Linked DNA regions of Sus scrofa: regions 1 and 3 are each linked to region 2. The links are chromatin contacts, called in public HiChIP or PLAC-seq maps. All regions are on one chromosome and are shown on one strand. Each heading gives the region's core, a stretch centred on a gene start, on an enhancer-like site or on the middle of the called end of the contact. The rest is flanking DNA. Distances are from core to core; before and after follow the strand shown. Region 1 holds the start of MCF2L2 (probable guanine nucleotide exchange factor MCF2L2). Region 2 holds the start of B3GNT5 (UDP-GlcNAc:betaGal beta-1,3-N-acetylglucosaminyltransferase 5). Region 3 overlaps LOC100624963 (a long non-coding RNA gene).

The links. HiChIP or PLAC-seq counts read pairs in DNA pulled down with a chosen protein or histone mark.
Region 1: a contact with region 2 is called in an H3K27ac HiChIP or PLAC-seq map of skeletal muscle. The contact joins the promoter of MCF2L2 here to the promoter of B3GNT5 in region 2. A contact is called at or near these places in 1 of 5 promoter capture datasets (fetal skeletal muscle), 2 of 47 Hi-C or Micro-C datasets (embryonic fibroblasts and fetal heart ventricle) and 2 of 2 datasets of contacts at active chromatin or transcription factors (alveolar macrophages and skeletal muscle).
Region 3: a contact with region 2 is called in an H3K27ac HiChIP or PLAC-seq map of skeletal muscle, with 2.6 times the contacts expected there. The contact joins the enhancer-like site here to the promoter of B3GNT5 in region 2. A contact is called at or near these places in 9 of 47 Hi-C or Micro-C datasets (brain, differentiating spermatogonia, embryonic fibroblasts and 5 more) and 2 of 2 datasets of contacts at active chromatin or transcription factors (alveolar macrophages and skeletal muscle).

Annotation. Positions count from the first base shown.
Region 1 is chr13:121,375,650-121,380,109 of Sscrofa11.1, forward strand. It overlaps MCF2L2 (probable guanine nucleotide exchange factor MCF2L2), which reads right to left and starts at 2,722. Exons shown (of 27, transcript XM_021069898.1): 1 at 2,122-2,722. The coding sequence starts at 2,197. It also overlaps a transcript of LOC100624963 not described here.
Region 2 is chr13:121,203,838-121,208,398 of Sscrofa11.1, forward strand. It overlaps B3GNT5 (UDP-GlcNAc:betaGal beta-1,3-N-acetylglucosaminyltransferase 5), which reads left to right and starts at 2,864. Exons shown (of 3, transcript NM_214327.1): 1 at 2,864-2,999. The region is part of intron 15 of MCF2L2 (probable guanine nucleotide exchange factor MCF2L2); the gene reads right to left.
Region 3 is chr13:121,407,688-121,412,101 of Sscrofa11.1, forward strand. All of the region lies in intron 5 of LOC100624963 (a long non-coding RNA gene), which reads left to right. Among named protein-coding and RNA genes, the nearest start is that of MCF2L2, 32 kb to the left of the region's middle. Within about 2 kb of position 1,479, at least 1 of the 83 cell types and tissues checked has an H3K27ac peak or open chromatin away from gene starts, as enhancers often do. A contact at or near this core is called in skeletal muscle, where this site is marked.

The DNA of each region.
Region 1 (4,460 bases), core at 1,472-3,971, 170 kb after region 2:
CCTAAAGAGCTGTCTTCTGGTCCTGAGCCTGCCACTTGCTACCCCTTGAGACCATAGATGATGAAACCCCTAAGTCTCAATTCCCTCACTGTAAAATGGGGGTGATAATGTACAATCCACCTACTTCATGGGTTTGAGAGATTATAAAGGAGACAGAGTGCTGCAAAGCACACACATGACAGGGATCATTAGAAGTTCTGTGAGGGTAGAAACTACAACAAATTCATGTCTGTATCCTCCATGGAGCTGTCTATGGAATGAAGGAGGGAGTAAGGTGGGCAAGAAAATACCATAGCCTAAGCGCCACAGGCAGTCTGGTGTTAGCCAAAGAATACTGTCTACCAGATCTTCAAGAAGACCCTACATCCAAAAAATAGGAGAGACTTTAATAATCATCCAGGTCTACCTCTCACTTAATAGATGGGAAGCGTCACCCTGAGAGAGGCCCAGGGATCTACCTGAGATCTTTAGTGGCAGAGGGCCCAGGGAGAGGGCCAGTAACACAGTCACAGGTTAGATGACATTTTTACCCACATTATCTTATAAGCAGCCTTTGAGCTGCATGGGGAAGGATTATTAAAATTCTCATATTTCAGACTAAGGTTGAATGATTTGTCCAGGGCAGAATTCAAATTCAGACAGTCATATCCCTGTTCCACTACTTTTCCTGCACCACAATTTCATGCACACACTGGTATTTAGCACAATCATCTCGACATGCAATATATTTCAAACTCAAAATTCTTTTTTATCTCTTGCTGCCTTCAGCAGTATTTCACATTCAGCCTTCCTGGTAGGATTCTACTGACATTCTGTCTTAAGGAAAAATCAGTTCAGTGGCCACATTTGGCACCAGAAACATTTTTTTAAATTGAATCATCAAAACTGAGCTTCCTCCATATAAATCATCTTCACAAAGTAAATCCCCATGTGTGTACATTCAAGATGTATATAGTTATTGCAATAAACACATTGAACCAGGGTGCTCCGAAAGCAATAATGGTTCACTGATCAAAATGATACTAAACATGTAAATACCAAGAAGACAGTTTAACAAATGGGTGGAACACTGAAAACTTCCTGGCCTTGTCAGTGAAAACTGATTTGCATATATAGAAGGGTCTCAAAATGAAGTGAGCAACAGAGAAAATTATCCAGCTAATTCTAGTCATCTATATCCGAAGCATCTAAACCCAAGCATATTTTTTATTTGGGGAGGACCAGGGAAGGGCTGGGGGAAGAAAACATTAAGAATTAACTTGCCACTGTATCAGTGTTCTCCTACTATTATATAGGGCCTGACTTTCCACCACAACCCTTATTTCAGGAGCAAGGCACATATGTTTGCTCCCGTTTTGTAACACATGGAAGAGGATTAAAATTGCTTGATAGGCGGTGGAGGTGCTTGCAGAGGTTTCTCACTGGGGTTAGCCAGGGTCCAGACACCTCCAGGAGGTATTGCTATAGCACAGGCCAAGGTCTTATTTCACTCAGTATGATAATCTCTAGGTCCAGGCAGAGAAAGACAAATTTCATATGATATCACTTACATGTTTAATCTAGTAAAAATGATACAGAATAACTTATTTATAAAACAGAAACTTACAGATTTCAAAACAAATCTTATGGTTACCACAGGTAAAACCTTTGCAGGGGAGGGAGGAATTGAGAGGGTGGAAATAACACATACACACTATTGTACAAATAGATAATTAACAGGAACTTACTAAAGCACAGGAGAATCTACTCAATAGTTTGTAATATCACCACACAACTCCCCACCCCCGTTGCGGTCAGCAGGGTGGGTAACAGGCCCTAATAGCCCAAGAGCCCTCAGTTTAGAACTCAACACAAATGGCAACTCCCTGGTGAAGGCACTTGCCCCACGGCCTGCCTTGGCCCTGCCAGGCGTAAGGGACCCCCGGATCCCAAGCGCAGCGCCCCAGGTATGCCAGCGCCCACCGGGAGCAGCACCTGAGGCAGAGGCCGAGACGCTCGGCATGCGCCCCACGGCCTTCCCAGGACTGCAAGGGGGCCGGGTGGGAGTGGGGGTAGGCCAGGCCCGAGACTGTGCCCCCACCCTCTATTAATAAAATGCAGGATTAAAAAAGCTTCATTTACCGACATGAGTGATCACTGTAGCCAGTCGCCGGGTGAACTCCTGAGGGGCCATTTCTTCTTTTAACCAAAATAGCATTTCAGAAAAAAAAAGGTACAAAGCAACATAAAACTGTTTCTACTGCTGCTGTGGATGATTTTTTTAAGGCATCTCCTCCCTCACACTATTCTTCGCTCTCCTCAGGCACAAAACGAGTCACTTCCAGCCAAGGCCAACTCCCCAGGGCCGCGCGGCTAGAGGACGCCAGTCACGCCCTACAGAGGATTATTTTAAAGGTTAGGTCGAGCAGCTTTCCCAAGGCAACTCCTGGCTTTAAGCCGAAAGTGGCAGTTCTGGAGGTGAGAAGAGTCGCCCCCATCTAGCTGTAACTGCGCATCTGGCTTCCTAGGCCGAGGGGGCGCACGGGTTTTTAGACTTGTGGTCGCGTCTCCCGCGCCGCTTCTCAGACGGTAGGGATGAAGGATGCTCTGTCATCGCGCTGGAGGCGCGCAGAGTCTGCGGGTTCGGAAGGCACAGAAGCTGAGGCGACTGGGGGTCGTCTGCACCGCCCACTCGCAGCTCAGCTGGCCCCAGAGCTTCCCGCCTACGCGCCCACCTTTCCCTGTCCGGGGGCGGTGCCCAAGGCGAAGGGAGAGGCGCGCAAGCGCGCGAGCGCCGCACTTTTTTGGGCAGGGAAGCGGCGCTCTTTCCCGCGAGCGAAGCCTGCGCTCAGGTCCCCAGAACCCGGGCGATTCACGATCTGTCCTCTAGCTGTCGGGGACATAAGATAGCGACTTCGCCGCGCCAGCCAGCAGCACCCGGGTTCTGAATGCCAGAAGCTCGCCTTCCTGGATCGCCCCTCCTCCCCCCGCCAGATATCCGTCGAGAAGCCGAGGCATGAAGGGGGCCAGCTGTGAGTGCTCGGGAAGGAGGGCTGGGTGAGGCCCTGCTGCCGGTCCGGTCCCGACTCCTGGCGGGGCTGGAGGTGGCGAAGTGTTGTTATGGAGGAATGGAAGCGGCTGGAGTTTGTTACCCCCTTTTGTGGGGGGGTCGCATTCAGTTATCAACGTCTTCTGTACACATCCGTACTTGGAGCGGGAAGCGCAGGCTGTGCTTGGACCCTGCTGTGCACAAGTGTGCGTACGGGTGTGTCCACCGTGTGGGCCTTTTCCTTTGTGCAGCTTTTCCCGTGCGCCGATGCTCCGCCTGCAAACGGTCAGGCTCGCCAGTGCTCCCTCCTGGAAAGGCTCTGGGACAGCACCCGCGTGGACCTTCCTCCGCATCAGTCCTTAGAGCGTCTGCTCTAAGCAAATATCCAGTGGTAGACACTGTTCTGGGCTTTCCTTAGGTGATTCCAGATTCTTCCTGACAGGCGGACTAATGGAATTCAGCAGAGCTCCAGGGAAAAGCCTGAGCAAACGCGAATCTGCTCAGCTTGTCCTTCAATCCATTCTACGAGGGGGGGACCCGGTCGCCAGGTTCTGAGCCTATTTCAGAAAACTCAGCTTCCCCTTTTGGCGTGTAAAAAGCCAGACCTCAAACACCCTGTATTCAGTTTCTAGTAAGAGCCACTCACCCCAGGGCTTTGGGGACGTGTTTAAATGCTTTCTGGTAACAATTATGGGCTGAGGTTAAGAGATGGTGTTAGCCCACCTCCGACGTGAGATTTGTGCAGAGGTTTCTCCCTCCCCATGCTATTTGGGCACTTTGCACTCTGCCTGCACAAGTAGAGCAACAATTTTCATAGCAACCTCTTGCAAGAAATTCAGAAAGTCGTTAAAGACCCAAAGGAGTAAGACAGCTTTGGGTTGTGTTTCCATGATATCTGGCTATTCAAGGGCCGTAAGTATTTTTGAGGAACCTAATGAGGTAGTGAGATGGTAGTAAGTTCTCTGGTGCCGTCAGAGCCAATTGTGAGTTGGCCCCTAGAAGCTAGCACATGACTAAGGAGACTGGTAATGTGGGACATTCTGGACTTTGCAGATCCAGTGACCTCTGATTCTTGAATTGAACCCGGTTGTAATGGGTGAGAATCATGGATGGAAAGGATAGGAGAGGGGGGGAGAACAAGAAGAGGCAGGAGAAGCTTATGAATAGGAATGAGAGAGGAAAATAAGAAATAGAAAGGAAATAAATCACACTCAGAGGGCTGCTCTCTTCCCACATCTGTACTTTCACAATCTTCAGAGGTTTCCATGGAGATGAGTTGGCTGATTTTATGGAAGATGTAACAGGCAGTGCCTGTCCTCAGAAACCAATTTTATCCCCGCATCTCTATCTGGGGCCTTAGCTGCTTCACCTGGGCCACGAAGGGGTGGGTCTGTGAACTCCAGGTTCTCTTTTCCAGTTCTGAAATTCTGTA
Region 2 (4,561 bases), core at 1,614-4,113:
GCCACTGATTGTTACTGACATGTAAGAATGTCACACCCTAGGGTGGGCCCACTGGTGAGAACAAGGAGGATTCTGGCTCTTGAGGGCAACCAACTACTATCCACTCACTACTTCACAAATATGTATTTGAATTTTCCATTTTAGACCTGCTTAGCTTAAGACTGATGTGACACATTTAAGTGAAGACATTCATGTTCGGAGCTCAGAATCTAGACTAAAAATATAAATCAGAGATTCAGACCAACAGATGAGTTCACCAATGAGCAAGTGTGGTGAGAAAAGAATGCCCACAAGGATATATGTGGGGGTAGGAGGGGCTGGTGAGCAGTCAAGGAGGAAGAAGCAGCTAAGGAGATGTTGCATCGTTTTAACTGCTGATTTTGTGTTAACAGAAGGTGTATCTCAAGAGATTTATGAAACACAGATCCTTTTACAACAATGATGATGGGGTAGAGCATGAAGACCAAGTGAGAGGAAATTCTTGCAGACTGTCATGAGCATGAGGTTGACAGCTGCCCACCCAGTCTGTGAGGATGCCCAGACGCCATGCTCAGCAATTCACATACATTATTGTTTCTGTTGTCAGACCTCACTGCACCTTTGCAGGCAGGAATTGTCGTAGGGCACAGAGAAGTTGGGTCACTTGCCCAAACCTGTGGCCAGCAGGAAGCTAGGTCAAGATTCCTCTCTATCTCTCTAGCATCTCTGGTTTTGCATAAATGTTCATTGGATTCAGAACACACAGCCTGTGGTGTGTCTGAATTCATGGGACAGGGCCTGTGCAGAATCTGTGAGGAAATCTATCTTCTACAGAAAGAGCAAATTAAGCCAAACAAGTCAAGCCTAGCACTATAGTGATATGCTTCAGCTCTGTTAGGCATTAAGGAGTCAGCTATCAAACCTACTTCTCCTTGCAGGATTTCAGTAACACTTGTCCCTTCTTTGGGTTTCTTTGGCTCCAACCATTTCCTGGGTCCTCTTGTACTCAAGTTTCAGTCTTCTTTCCCTACAACTAATGATACATGCCCAACTCTCTGATCCTCTTTCCTACATTTGCTTCTCCCTCTGCTCTTTCTCTGTCTTATCGTCCCCCTTCTAACTCTTAACATGCAAATTGAATTCCCCCATTCTCTAAAGTTTACCATCTTGATGCTACAGTTTTCCTTTTCCAGCAACTCTCCATAGTCCTCTAGCGCTCTGTGAAACGATTACCTGACAGTGAGGTTGAAAGTTGTTTATAAATCTAATTGTACTGGTTCACAAGCGGCTACTATAGACACGGAGGGCAAGGCAATTCTGTCCTCCTTCCTCGTGACGGTCAAATTAGCATCACTGCTATCAGTTAATTTTATCTCTAACTAATTTCAAAATTTTCACACACTCCCTCCCAATAAAAGAAACTGAGAACTTCATTCTATACCATCAAGTCTATCATTCTCTTCCTCTCCCTCTGAGGTGGAAAGGGAGCCAGCCTGCCACAGGCATCCTCCCAGATGGGCAGAGGAGCTGTTCCCATGTAGTACGCAGGCACCAGGACAGGCATTCTGGGCCACTCTGCTCCTCTCCATCTCCCATCCACACCCTCTCCCCACCTCCCACCAAAAGCCCCACATCCTATCACCAATATCCTGACCTCCTTCTAATCCTTTGCCTGTGTTGTCTATCTCCATATAAGCTGATGTGACTATATGATTTTTATATGTATTTATCAATGTTTGAGTCAGTTTGTATTTTTGGTGGGTACAGTCCGATGTGTTCGAGCATGTGGAATATACATGTGCTGACACCTGCACCCATGTGGGCCTAGTTTCAAGCGACCTGACACGAATATAATGATAATGAACATTTGTACATAAATACAGAATACACATATGATACCTAGGGGTTATGTCTATGGGCTTAGCATCAGGATTTTATTTTGCATAAAGGGAGTGATCTGCACTGCACTAACAATGAATCAGCTTTTTAAAGGTCACTATCAGTGACTCCCTTACAAATCACATTACATAAATACTTCTGTGATTGGACATGCCATTTGGCACTACAGTCTCTGAGTTGATAAAGGCAGCACCAAGCCATGCTCTCTACAGGTAATATATGAAAGGAAATAACTGCATAATTGAAAATATTTTAAGGAGCTTAAAGAAACTACTTTTAAAACTTCTTAAAAATCTGGTTTGAAATAACAAGTACAATGTTATGTTTACACTTTCAAATTGACTCAGTAATCTACTTTTAAGTCATTACCTGTCATCTTCCTTTCACAGTCACAAATCCAAAACTTTTATTTTACTGAAATATGGGTTAATCTTTTATTTTCTGTCATGTTCTCAAATACATACAATTACAAAGCTGTTCAAAATATCACCTCTGTTAAATGATAATGTTTGTTCTACAGGAGGACGCTAGAACAATATTTGGGGAACAAGAAACCAGACCCATAAAGGATTTATTTATAATCTCTTCCCTTTAGTGGAAATTCATATTCTCCTGATTTGGTCTAATTACATGCATTAGTATTTTGAATTGGGAAAAAACGGCTCAAAGAGGACACATACAGATCCTGGCTCACAGCTGATGATCTGAGTAAAATGATCTCAATTAACTGAAGAGATGGGGAGAAGCATTTCCTGGAGTTCCTATGCACGGACAACAGACTGGGGTGGGGCTCACTGCCTTCACCAACACACTGGGGTGGTGTTGAAGGGACAGGCCAGTCTGGGTTTTGCAGTGACGCCAAGAAGGTGCAGGAAATGCTGCACACCGCACACCAGCCCAGCCGCGCCCCCGCCCTCCGCCCGGAACCCCTGATTGGGTCCGCCAAGACCTGCCCGTTCCAGCCAGTTCCTCGCTGGGGAAGCGAGCGCAGCGCTGGCCGTCCAGCCCCGGCTCACGATTTAAAACGGGCAAGTTTTGTTCCTGAAATCAATGACTCGCTCCGCTGCCGGAAGGAGAGCCGACCTCCGTTTTGGGAGTTTAAGGAGCTGATGTTGGTCTTGGTGAGTTCTGCTTTAAGCTCCGTTTGAAATTGAGCTGGGCTTGAAAGTGAACTCATTGCGGGGAGGGGGGAGTCTCTCCCCAACCGCCCCACTGATTTCTTAAAACCAACCGCCGTCGTGAAGCTCTAGTTTGCTGTATGTTAGCTCCCTTCTTTTGTTACCGAGGCCCCCAGAAGCCTGAGGCATAAGTGGTGTTACAAGAGATCTTTTAAAGACTAGCCTGCCCTTAGAATTCTTGCTCCTAAAAGGAAAATAAGGTGCTCGAAGTACAACTCAGAACTTACATTTCCTAGAAGAGTAAACTGATGCGTGTTCTGAACAAATGGATCAGTTGTCTAACAAATACTATCTCCTAATGAAAAGTGTATGGAGACCAGTTGTTTCATATGGAATTCATATATGTGATCAACTGCACTATTTTAAAAAATGCTTTGCAGCCCACCGCATCCTAGCAGGGGCCCAGGTCCCTAGTGAGTGGAAATGTGGTCTTCTCTTCCGGATCGCTAAATGGGGGAAGTTCTAGCCCGCTCAGCGGGAATAAATCTCAACTGGTTTGTTCTCCGTGCGGGCAGACAGGCTCCCCCAGTCCGCAGTGAAGGCTCCGGGCCGCCCGGCCTCCGCCCCGCCCCTGCCTGGCCCGGCTGCCTCGCAGCGTCTCCCCGCAGGAGCAAATCCCGGGCCACGGGAAAGGAGAGTCGGAGTCTGTTCTGCTTCCTCTGGGCCAGGCGAGGTCTCTAGGGCCGAGGGGGTAAGAATTGTGAGGAGGTGAAGGCACGCGCATTCGCACGGTGGCTGGAGGACTTCAGGTCTGAATACACACTGGGGCCGGGGAGCCGCCGCTGGAGCAGAGCTGGCTGCTGCCCCGGCCTGGGGCGCGCGCGGCCGGGCGTCGGGAAGCGGAGGCAGCCCTACCCGCCGTAGGGTAGGCTGCCCGCCGCCCGGGAGCGCGGCGGCGAAGGAGGCGCGTTCCCTGTCCGGAGCCCCTTTGTTCGCTCCGGCCTGTTGGCGGGCGCCCGGCGACCGTGGCTCCCGGTCGAGAAGCAGCCCAGGTGCAGCAGGTAGGCTGGGAGACCCGGAGCTCTGGTGGGGGTGAATTTTCCCAGGGCCGGGAGGGATCCCCTTCTCTAGGGAGCTCCCGCCAGGCTGCCGCTGCGCCGCGCTGCTAAAACCAGCCGGAGCGCGGGAGCCGGGAGGCGAAAGCCGCGCCCTGCGGGCCTCGGTTTCCGGCCAGGGTCTCCTAACCTTGCTGCCACCCCTAGGCTGCAGGGGTGAATTTGGTTGAAAGGCCGAGTCTGAAGGTTGAAGCTAGGAAACTGCCAGACTGGGGAAGCTTTCGGTGAGTTACTGGTCAGGGAGAAAGAGACAAGGAAGTGGGCAGGCGGAGAAACTGGGAAATTAGACCTCTTTGTAGGAGGGTAAGTATTTGCCACTCTTTCCTTTGACTCTGTTGAATTCTATTTTGCTTCCTGAAGTGACAGAGTCATTGCTTACTCAGATACCAATTACGTAGGTCCAAAGTAGCACCTTTTCATCCAACCCTTGACTATGCACCCTATATTTTT
Region 3 (4,414 bases), core at 229-2,728, 200 kb after region 2:
CCTAGTGGTTCAGCAGGTTAAAGACCTGGCACTCTTGATGCTACAGCTTTGGTTACAGCTGTAGTTCAGTCCCTGGCCCTGGAACTTATGCACATCACAGGCATTGCCAAAAAAAAAAAAAAAGAAGAAGAAGAAGAAGAAATCACAATCCCTCCCCCCAGAATTTATTGCAAAACTTGTAATTTCAAATTTGTAGATTTCTCTCAGGATACCCATTGTAGTAGCTGGTGCTGCTTCCTGTGCAACAGTATTTGCTTATGTTATCCACCTGAGAAGGAAGGTAACAACCTGAAGTTTGAATTTACAACCCACATTTGATGTGTAGAAAATTATGTGTTTTCTCAGTTGTTATTTTTATTATTTATTTTTGTACTTTTGTACTTTTTAGGACCGCACCCACAGCACATGGAGGTTCCCAGGCCAGGGGTTGAATCAGAGCTATAGCCACTGGCCTACATCACAGCCACAGCAATGCCAGATCCAAGCCATGTCTGTGACCTACACTACAGCTCATGGCAATGCCGGATCCCTAACCCACTGAGGAGGCCAGGGATTGAACCTGTGTCCTCATGGAAATTAGATTCATTTCCAATGAGCCACAATGGGAACTCCTGTTATCATTTATTAATTCAAATTTGAGAGGTTGCAATTTGTCTGTCTCCTCCACAAAAGACAAAAATCTACTCAGTAGCTATCTTCCCATGTTTTGTGACTGTGACATAAGCTTTTGAACTTGAGCTCACACTGTAGGCAAAGGTTAGAGACTGTTTAGAGTTATCCTCCCACAAAGAAGATACTTAGAGAGTTAGTTCTCGATTCAGCCTGAGTCCAAGGACTAACTTAACATGGACATGGAACAGAGGGAAACTTGGGTTACGATACTATTTCTCACTGTTGCCACTTGAGACCTATTGAGTGTGTTCAGCAACAAAATCCACACCTACATAAACTATTACCTTTCTTCACAAGTTACACATAGGGATAGATTTCTGTTCACTGACACGGAAAAACAAAGGCAGCAGAATGCCACATGAACAAATTGGCAAAGACAAGCCCTGAATCTTTACTGTGGAAACTGGTGGCACAGGGATTGTAGAGCATTATTCTATTTTATAGGACTTGGGTCTTCATGCTCTGTCCTATCATTGCTGCTATAAAAGGACTGCTATGTTTCACATCCCTGGAGATAGGTTTTCTGTCACTTAGAGAGCTGTGCTGCAGAGTCAGAAATTGGCTCCCCTTTCATCCTTGACTCATCAGTTTCCCTAATGCCTCTGGCCTTAGAGCCAGGAGCCTGGACTTGACATCTTACCCAGGAGTTCAACCTCAGTCAAGTCACTTAACTAGTCTGAATCCTAATTTCATTGGTTTGCTGGCAAATATTTTAAAACTGGCTCTCAAGGGGTGGAGGGGGAGGGGTGCTGACTTACAGTTTTTGCTGATTTCCTTGCTGTAAATACTCCCACTGTGGCCAGTTTCAAGCTGCCAAGGTGAAGTCACTTAATGGAAGTGTAGCTGGGAAGAAATGTGCAGCAGCTCTCCTGAGCAGGTCCTGATTGTTACCAACCGGGGTCCCTGGACTCTTTAATCAATATAAATTGATAAGAGGCCAGATGAGGAATTCAGGGAAGGCTTTAGTGGGACTACTGCAGCAGGAGGGAGTAAAAACAAATAATATTTGCCTGTGCTCTATCCCCGATGTGGCGGTGAGCTGGTTGCTTCAATGAGGTGAGGGTAGGGGTGGGTCAGTGGGTTGGGCCAGAGGGGTGGCTTAGGTGGTCTGCCTCCCCCTTGGTGGTGCTGTGTGCAGGGATCATGGGGTCTGCTTTTGATCCTGGCACCTCAGAAGTGGCAGTTGGTTTTTGGCCTTTTCTTATTATTGTTCATAATTTGCCTGAACTGTGCATGCATGCAGTTATTTCCCATATAGTTTCTTGGTATTGTGTTGCTGGAGGAGACATTTCTCCAGGTGCAAGCTCTCCAGTAAAGAGTCCCAGGTCCCAGGTCCCAGGTCCCACCTGTCTCATAATGGCTCCAACACAACACTGTGTCTTCCTCAGTCAAGTGGGAACAACTTTTACTACACATTCCACCTCAGAATTGTTATTTCTGACTTAATTCAATCACTCATTCTTTTAATAAGCACTTGTTTATTGGGACTTTACCTGGGTTTATAGGCACTCTGCTGAATACAAGGGGATGAAAGGAAGCGCTGTCAGGAGTTCTGCGGCTCAAATAAAATAATGCACATTAACAACAACAAAAAAATCCCCACGTTTTTAATCTGTAAAATGCTATACACACAAATGCAGGGATTGTTAACTTGAATTAGGTTTAATAAGTTAGGTTTACAAAGGACCTCAGATCTTCTGTCCAAAAGGTCTTGTGTATGGAGACCTATTTTGTCCTATTTAGTATAATGAAATGTTGAAGATCACATATCTAGAACAATTTCAATAATTATTTATTTGTACTCCACCTACTTCCAAAAAGTATTTGAAATAGTTTTTGTGTTAAAAAAAATTCGGAATATAAAACAAATCCAATGATCACAGAGATAGAAACTAAGAAGAGGAAGAAACAGATGAAGTCTAGCCCCTGAGAAAAATTCTCAAGTGTTAACCTCCTAAGAACCAGGGGAGTGTTTATATTCATCAGATTGTTAAAATAACACTTAAAAAAAGTTGGTTTCAACATGGTCCTTGTATGGGTTTATGGTGTTTTATGTTGTTACCATATATAGTTCTGGGAATTTATTAAGCAATTATGGAACACCTAAGCAAAGCAGAAGAAGGATGGAAAACTAAGAACATGTTTTCCAAATTCTAAACCCTCAGGACTTATTCGGTGCTGAATGAAACAGGCCCCGGGGACTGTTCTCTGCCCTGTTGGCCGCATCAGTCTCCAGTACCTTTCCCTGGGCTCCTGCATCAAGTCTCACCTAAACCTGGCACCACAACCATCTCTGGCATCCAGGCTCCCCCTGCCTCCCGCCTCCCCACCCAGACCCTGCCCCAGCAGCCCTGCTCCCCCAAGGCCCCTTGTGTAACAGGACTCCTGGCCCCTGCTCATGTCTTCTTCTTCCTGGAACACCCTCCTGTTTTCCTGCAAGTCCTCACCTCTCACAGAGAACAGTTCAGATCTCACCTCCTCCAAGACCTCTCCAGTCCACACTGATTCTTCCCCTTGCCGTCCTATTGTGCCTGCAGTCACACATTAACTGCTCAGTTAATTGAGGCTGTAAATGAACAGAAAGTCTTGTGACCATTGCTTCTTGTGAAAAATCAAAAGTAAGGTGCAACTAGATCAAAGATCACACTATAAATTTTTTTTATAAACAGATTTATAGAATAAAGATGATGTAATCCCCACAATTAGATGTGCCGAAAGGCTCTGGTCTGTGAAGAAACCAAGGCTCAGGGCAATTAGCGTATTGCCAACATTCTGCCCTCAGAAGAAATTACCCCTCTCAGCTCTGCATCAGCAGGCCCAGCCTCAGCTGTACGGGGTGTGGAGGACTGGCCCTCTCAGGCCTTGGTTTTCTCGAGGACACTAAAGTGAGGACAGTGGAGCCTCCTCCCCAGGATTGCCGTGAGGAGCAGGGAGTAACTCCGTAGAGGGCTCACTCAGGGCGGACCCCCAGGAAGCTCCTTCCAGAAGGTAACCTGCAGCTGTTGTACGCCCGGAGATGCCACACCAGCTGGCAATGCAGATGGTGATCCTCGGCTTCCCTCCCTGAGTGGCACCTGTGAGCATGTTTTGGTACAGCGTTCACTTAGGGCCTTGTGTACCTCTGACAGCCCCATCTTTACGGTCACCTGAACATTAGAAGGCTGGGGCTTTCCCAGAGATGCAGCGTTTGATGCAATCGCTACGTCAGAACCTTAGTGAGGGGTGTGGTGCACAGTGATTAGGAACAGACTGTCGGGTTTTTTGCATTGGGTAGGATCATGGGATCCCGATGGGAGGGAGGTGTCTAAGACTAAAACAGAAATAATGATCGAATACACCCTTAAAAAATTATAAGACAAGGAGTTCCCATTGTGGCTCAGCAGATTAAGAACCTGACACTGTCTCTGGAGGATGCAGGTTCAATCTCTGGCCTCGCTCAGTGGGTTAAGGATCCCATGTTGCTGCAAACTGCAACGTAGGCCAGCAGCTGCCGCTCTGATTCCACCCCTCGCTCCCAGGAACTTCCATATGTGGCTGTAAAAAAATAAAGAAGAGGAGTTCCCGTCGTGGCGCAGTGGTTAACGAATCCGACTAGGAACCATGAGGTCGCGGGTTCGGTCCCTGCCTTTGCTCAGTGGGTTAATGATCCGGCGTTGCCGTGAGCTGTGGTGTAGGTTGCAGACGCGGCTCGGATCCCGCGTTGCTGTGGCTCTGGCGTAGGCCGGTGGCTACAGCTCCGATT